2 separate regions of the Mus musculus genome follow, and region 1 is linked to region 2. The links are chromatin contacts, called in public HiChIP or PLAC-seq maps. All regions are on one chromosome and are shown on one strand. The core of a region is the stretch at or near the end of the contact, and the rest is flanking DNA. Distances in the headings are between cores, read along the strand shown.

Evidence for each region. HiChIP or PLAC-seq counts read pairs in DNA pulled down with a chosen protein or histone mark.
Region 1: a CTCF HiChIP or PLAC-seq map of the NIH/3T3 cell line shows a contact between it and region 2, with 5 read pairs. The contact joins two enhancer-like sites.

Annotation. Positions count from the first base shown.
Region 1 is chr3:152,051,927-152,056,015 of GRCm38.p6, reverse strand. No RefSeq gene overlaps it. Among named protein-coding and RNA genes, the nearest start is that of Gm31881, 30 kb to the left of the region's middle. Within about 2 kb of position 1,520, at least 25 of the 459 cell types and tissues checked have an H3K27ac peak or open chromatin away from gene starts, as enhancers often do. A contact at or near this core is called in the NIH/3T3 cell line, where this site is marked.
Region 2 is chr3:151,429,379-151,433,196 of GRCm38.p6, reverse strand. No RefSeq gene overlaps it. Among named protein-coding and RNA genes, the nearest start is that of Adgrl4, 6.6 kb to the left of the region's middle. Within about 2 kb of position 1,521, at least 24 of the 459 cell types and tissues checked have an H3K27ac peak or open chromatin away from gene starts, as enhancers often do. A contact at or near this core is called in the NIH/3T3 cell line, where this site is marked.

The DNA.
Region 1 (4,089 bases), core at 271-2,770, 620 kb before region 2:
TGAGGGACTCTTGGGTACTTTGAAGACTTCTGGATGATTTCTCTGAAAAGCCGGATCTCCATAGCCAGAGTCCAGAGACAATGGGTCAGGCGAGGAAGCTGCCTCTTCCTCATTCCATGAAGAGGTTCTGGTAGGAAGTCTCATTTGAAAGAAAATGAAACATGGGCACACGTCTGCTGTCTGATAGCGGCTTGGAAAGCCCATCTTTAAAAACAGTGGATATGGTCAGAATAGGAATCAAGACAGGATGAAAGCCAAGGGAAGTAAACAGAGCAGAGAGACTTTAGGGCTGGGAAAGGTTTGGCAGAGCAGCTGCAGCAACGGCTGCAGTGTCTACACCCACTGCCACCTTTAAAAAAATTTTTTTTAATTAGATATTTTCTTCATTTACATTTCAAATGCTGTCCCGAAAGTCCCCTATACCCTCCCCCCGCCCTGCTTCCCAACCCACCCACTCCTGCTTCCTGGCCCTGGCTTTTCCCTGTACTGGGACATATGATCTTCGCATTACCAAGGGTCTTGCCTCCCATTGATGGCCGACTAGGCCATCCTCTGCTACATAGGCAACTAGAGGCTGGCTGTCTATTCGTCACCCAGGTTTCCTTCACATTGATGCAAAATAGGCTTTCCAGTGTTCCTTCAGTAATTTAATAAGTGGATGCCAGTTTCAACTAGTGGCAGGGGGATTCAGCCAGGGGCAGGAGGATTCAGCCAGGGGCAGGGGGATTTGATCTTGAGCTCTAGGGTATGGACTGGACTTTTTCAAAGTCTTTGCTCTGCCTCACTAGTCCTGAGAGTTGGAACTAGAGGTGCATTTTAATTTTAAAATGAGACGAGGCAGGAATGAGAATTGCTCAAAACATTAAGTTGAACCTAGAGTTAGGAGACTTTGTTGCCTTTAGTCTAAAGGCAAGCTTTATACATAAAATAATTCAACTGAGTTAACTTGTCTTCCATCTACTCCAGAACAGCTGACAACCCAGTGGTAAATAAGACACAGTTCCTGTCTGGAGGAGACCGAGGTGTAAATTTCATCCTGTCTGATATGAAAGTGGAATGGGGGATGGGGGATTGTAGGGTACAAGGATGGGGAAACTGAAGGATGGGTGAGAGCAAACGACAGAGGGAAATTCAACTAAATTTAAGTATGGGTAAACATAAATAAGGAAGCCTGCTACTCTGTAAGCTAATTAAATATAAAAGTAGATATAAAATAAAACATATTTTTCTCAGTAATGCCGAAAAGGGAATTATCAAAGGAGATGAAGAGAGTAGGCAACTAAAAAAAAAACTATTTTCCTAAGAAAATGCAAGCTTTTCTCTAGTTGAGGCCAGGGAAGGCTTTCAGAGGGGAGTGAGCCGAGTGAGAGGACCCCGTGTGGTGGTGGAAGTGGCTTGAGAGGTGACCTTGATGGTCTGGTGGGGTGACGTCACAGGGTGAGTCATAGTAGCTGGGCCCCATGGAGCTTGTTAACAAGGAAGCTGTTATTCTACAACCATTTGTATTTGTTCTGTGCATAACACAATTACACAGTTCAGCTCATGTTTAGAAAGGGGATTTAGGTCAGAAGGTACAGGAAGGCCTGGAGGATGACAGGGCTGGCAGGGATCTGGAAGGAGGCTAAGGAAGTAAAAGTTGATTAAATATATCCCTGATGAGATATTGTGATGACTCACAGGCTAAGACGGACAGACCAATGGAGCAGTTGGCCCTGGAATAGACCTGCAATGGCTGTGACTTCTAAGACTGGTTGTCCTGGCCTCTGGGACAGGCACCTTGGGTTATATTTGTTTTCTCTTTGCTGTGGCAAAATACTTGACCAGAAGCAACTTGAGGGAGGATGAGTTTATACCTGCTCATGGCTTGAGAGAATACAGTCCACTATGGCGAGGAAGACATGGCAGCAGGGGAAACATGAATCAGGAGTGGAAGGCTGGCTGACCACATTATATCTTCAGTCCAGAATCAGAGCGAACAGGAAATAGGACCAGGCTATGCAACCTCAGCCCACCTCTGCTGATCCACTTCCTCCAGGTAGGCTGCACATAGAGATTCAACAACCTTCCCAAACAGTCCCACTAGCTGAGGACCAAGTGTTCAAGCAGATGAGTGGATGGGAGACAGTTCACAGCCAGATCATAGTGGGTGTCCTTTGTCTAAATAACTTTAAACATCCCACAGTCTTTACATATTCTTAAAATTTCAATCTATTTAAAATATCCATCTCTTTTAAAATCCAAAGTCTTTTTACAATTAAAAGTCTCTTAAATGTGGGATCCACTAAAATAGTTTTTTCCTTCAAGAGGGAAAATATCAGGGCACAGTTACAATCAAAAGCAAAAATCAGTCTCCAACCATTCAATGTCTGGGATCCAACTCACAATCTTCTGGGCTCCTCCAAGGGCTTGGGTCACTTCTCCAGCCATGCCCTTTGTAGCACACACGTCGTCCTCTAGGCTCCAAATGCCTGTACTCCACTGCTGCTGCTGCTCTTGGTGGTTATTTCATGGTACTGGCATCTCCAAAACACTGCATGACCCCTTCAGTCCTGGGCCATCAATTGCAACTGAGGCTGCACCTTCACCAATGGCCTCTCACAGTGCTGAGCCTCAGCTGCTCTGCGTGACCCCTTCATGCCTTCAAAACCAGTACCACCTGGGTGACCCTTACATATTACCAAGTCTCGCTGCAGCAGGAGTACAACCTTGGTTATCTTTGGAACATAGCCTCTTTGTGCTTTCAGAAAACACTTCCCAGAAGATGTCACCTCAACGATGCTGGTCTCTTCTTAATCACCGCTAATTTCTTAGCTCCAGCTAACCAGCATCAATAGTCTCAGTAATGCAAAGTTTTTGCTTTAGTAGTTCTGGTATCTTGTTAATCACAGCTGATTCTTCATCCCCAGCTAACCAGAACCATAAAATCTTCACAATCCAAAATAGCAATGGCCCTGAAGAGAGTCTTTAATTTTCCCTCTGAAATTTCACAAGCCAGGCCTCCATCTTCTGCACTGTTCTCAACATCTCCCAAGCTCCTACACAACGTCTGACAGAGCACTTAACACTGATCTTCTAGCCCAAAGTTCCAAAGTCCTTCCACAGTCCTCCCCAAAACATGGTCAGGTTGTCACAGGAATACCCCACTCTGCTGGTATCAATTTGTCTTAGTCAGGGTTTCTATTCCTGCACAAACATCATGACCAAGAAGCAAGTTGGGGAGGAAAGGGTTTATTCGGCTTACACTTCCATACTGCTGTTCATCACCAAGGAAGTCAGGACTGAAACTCAAGCAGGTCAGGAAGCAGGAGCTGATGCAGAGACCATGGAGGGATGTTCCTTACTGGCTTGCTTCCCCTGGCTTGCTCAGCCTTCTCTCTTATAGAACCAAGACTACCAGCCCAGAGATGGTCCCACCCACAAGGGACCTTTTCCCCTTGATCACTAATTGAGAAAATGCCTTACAGCTGGATCTCATGGAGACATTTCCTCAACTGAAGCTCCTTTCTCTGTGGTAACTCCAGCTGTGTCAAGTTGACACAAAACTAGCCAGTACACATATAAAGAGACTGGAACTTGTGTTGCATCTCACATCTAAGTTAATAATATATATTGAGGTCACTTAAAACTTAAGCTTGTTGTCCTACTATGTACTCAGCCTGATTTTTTTTTTTTTTTTTTAAGCCTGCCTTTAAGAGAACAATGTAACACTGAACCTTGCTTGCCTGGATTTCAACTTTTACACCTAAGGTGACGCATAGCTGTAATCTTAAATTATGCACCCACCTGTGTCCCCAACCCACTGGTAATGCAATACGATTGCATAATAAATTCTGATAACAGAAGGTAGGTGAAAGCAGCCTTATAGATGATTATGGACACTCCTTATGTGCCTTTGTTTGTTTTCTGGGCCAGCTGGAAGAGACAGGCAGAGAGGGAGAGAATTTAAATCTGGCCTCACTCTTGGTTAAATTACTCCAAGGGGGAAGTGTTTCCTCTCTTCCCTTAATGTGACATCCACACATTTAAAGTACTCTGGGATGATTACTAGTGTACTTAATTAATGCAAGATTTCAACAACTGTTTGCGTAT
Region 2 (3,818 bases), core at 272-2,771:
GGGTATCCTAAGTTTCTGGGCTAATATCCACTTATCAGTGAGTACATATTGTGCGAGTTCCTTTGTGATTGGGTTACCCCACTCAGGATGATGCCCTCCAGGTCCATCCATTTGCCTAGGAATTTCATAAATTCATTTTTTTTAATAGCTGAGTTAACGAAGTTTCTTAGAACACAAAGGTCATGGGTATAGGTCTGTAGTTAATTCTTTCATACATGAAATCACCATGGTCATTATGTAACTAAACAATGGCTGATTGATAGATGCTGCTGCACTTGGGAGGCTGAAGGCTGAAGCAGAAATATTGCTGGGCGTTCTAGGCTTGTGCCCTGCCTGCATAGTGAGTTCCAGGCTAGCCTGGTGAGATGCTGTTGTGTCAGAGCAACAAGGATAGCAGAAACAGTGGCTTTCACTGACTGCCTCAATAAGTGGATGCATTTATACAATAATATGTAGTGAAATTTGTTCAAAATGATGTTTTGTGTTTTGATTTAGAAGATTAGCTAGAAATTCTTGCCTCAGGTGTCTTCAGTGCCACTGGAACTGCATAGGCTATTTTTTTCCACAACTAATTAAAGCATCATCATCATCATCAACAAAACAAAACAAAAGGAACAAACATCACACCTAAACTTAGTTATGTGAACAGAAATTCCTAGTTCCCAAATGGGATGTGGAGGGGTGCTTTCCACTGTGTCTCCTAGTTAATTTAAGAATGGAGGAATCAGAAGATATTTCAATGTCCAGAACTAGGCACTGCATACAATTTTCAAAACCTGTGTCTTTATAGACTGCAATATATTGTATCTTTGTAAATATATCAAGAATAGGACTTAGGTGACATCTCAGCTAATCAACATCTCCTTGTTCACAAGTGAAAACAAGAATTCTGACAACAGCACTCAAGTAAACGCAGAGTAGGAGTGGGCCCATTGGAAAATACAGTAGTGGATGAGAAAACAGGTTTTCCCAATAGACTGTACTTGTTCAGTAGTGGAGACTTCAGTGTTGCACGTAAGGGTGGGGACCAGAGTTTCTTCCCCGGCTGGTCACTCCATTGTTCGGTGACCTTCAGAAAAATCACTACACCTTTCCATTATTCTGAGTAACAGTTTACATGTTTCTATTCTACATGGCTAGTTCTCCCTTAAGGTTCCACCCAAACTTAGGAATAGTGCCTTTTTCTTATGGATAAAGAAAGGAAGGTAGAAAAAGGCAGTGGGAAAAGAGGGGCTGGAGGAGGGAGGCAAGAGACAGAGCAATGAAAGGGAGGGAGGAGGAGAGAGGGAGAGGAAGAAAGAATCTATGCTAATTATTTGCCTTTTATCAGACTTCCAAATTGTTTCATTAATTTATCTTCCTTTGTTTGGACCTTGTTCATGTCATACAAATATTCAGCTGAACTCATCTTTCCAGAGGGCAGCACTTCTAAAACAGACACTGTGGTGAGATAGCTTTCTATTTAATAGTGCTACACATTTTAACTCTGCGTTCCACATGTCATAGTGCTGATTCATTCATAGTTGATTGCTCTGGCTCATCCCATTGCTCTGAGTAATATCTCTAGAGGTTACCAACGCCATCAGGACACATTAGTAATTTAAACCATTTCTTTAGTTTTGCAGTGCAGTATACTTTAGATTAAACTTGATCTACCTTTGGGTTTTTCAACTGCCAGTTTATTTTATCTTGTGAAAATTTGTCACAATTGCTCATTTATTTCAGGAAAATTATAACTGATTAGTAAGAGCAAGTCACATCCATTGTTGGTGATGAGCAAATGAATGATACAACCATGGTCTAGAGCCCCTGATAGCATCTGTTGTAACTTCCAAGCACATTGGGAATTAGAGTTTTAGGCTTTCTCTACTTTGTCACACACCTTTAAACTTGGCTAAGATTTAATTTCCGTCTACAACATGTTTTATTAATAACCTCTGGGAAGGGATATTGGCTTAAGAAGGAGAAAATTCTTTGAAAGTCTAAGTTGCATTAACTGATCATCTTTTGTATTCTATCTTATTTTTTAGTTTTTTTTTTAAATAATGGGTATCAGGTTCTTAATTTTCAGCATTTCTCAGTGTACACTATAAATAATCATAAACAGTACTAAGATGCTTCATTGGTTGCAAATACATGTTTACGCCTAATGAAGTGATTGGACAAATTTGAAGGTCATCATCTCATCTTTCAAAAGTCCCAATATCATATGGCATTTTGGGCAGATAACTCATAAATTAGCATCACCAATAAGAGGCTATCAGGTAGCTTTATTTTATTGGTTTATGTTTAACATTATTTTACAAACCACTTGTATCACATCTCTACGGTCTCTTATTTAGTTACAGTGGGTAACCATTCATTACTCTTGCCTCTCACTCTCCATCTTGATCTTGGTCACACAAGGTGCAGTTGTTGTCACTGCTTTTATGCTTCCTTCCTGTATGGCTAACAGTGTTGTATTCCCTCATCCACAAGGATGCTTTTAGGACCTGGGAGCATTTCCAAGAGCTTTCCACAAATGAATTGTGGGGTTGGGGGACAGGCACAAACACAGCTGAAAACTGCACCTTTTTACTTTTTATTTATTTATTTTTTCAAGACAGGGTTTCTCTGTGTAGCTCTGGCTGTCCTGGAACTCACTCTGTAGACCAGGTTGGCCTCGAACTCAGAAATCTGCCTGCCTCTGCCTCCCAAGTGCTGGGATAAAGGCTTGCACCATCACCACCAGGTGAAAATCTTTTAAAAATGCTAAAAATCATATTTTTCAACTGAATCTTGTTTGAGAAAAGTAAGTAAAATTACTTAAGATACAGCCGGTGGTAAGGAGGAAGCAAACCATTATTTTTGTGGCTAAATATGATTGCTTCAGGCAGAACTTTTGAAATTCTTTACTTATATGAGGGTTCCGCTTCTGTTCCATTGGAGGCTTTCTCATATCATTCAAAGACTCTCCTACTAAATTATATCCTCACTTCTAAGAGTCTTTCTCTCTCTCTCTCTCTCTCTCTCTCTCTCTCTCTCTCTCTCTCTCTCTCTTCCTTCCTCTCTTTCTTCCTTTCTCGCTATCTCTTCCTTCCTTCCTTCCTTCCTTCCTTCCTTCCTTCCTTTCTTTCTTTCTTTCTTTCTTTCTTTCTTTCTTTCTTTCTTTCTTTCTTTCTTTCTTTCTTATGTAGAATCTAGATACTTATGAACCAGTCTTAATAAAATGCATAATTTTAAAACAGAAAGATTTCTAACTTACATTGATAGTTAGCAATGAATTTAATTATTGAAAACCAAAGTAAGCTAATTACTGCTCGCATAATTGACCCTTAAGCCTAAGGTTGAGAATCCATTTAGAGTGTGTATATCATTTTGTCTAATTGAATTAGAAGATAATCATTACATCCTGCTATAATTAATATTTATAAAACTTCATATCCTTAAAAAACCTATATAAATACTAGTTTAGTGTTTTCTAGTTTCTATTAAGTAACTCACTAATGCTCCTACAGAAATACTAATATATTATTACTAGCCAGATTTATTATTGATTTTATTTCAACCTCAGGATTCTGTCATTAGCAACATATCTCCTCTTGCTTCCCCAAAACCCTGTATCTTTTAGCATAAAAGTTGTTTTGCTTGAAGTTAAGGAAAAGAACATTTGGAAAGTTTATAAGACTGCACATCACTGAAGTTGTGAGTCCTTTGTTCGCAGTCCCCCCCACCCACTTTGGAAAGTGGAAATTAATTTCGTGCACCACTTTTATTTTGGGAGCTAAAGTTGATAAGGTTGATTTGTACAACATTTAAACGACGCCTCTTGTTTACCA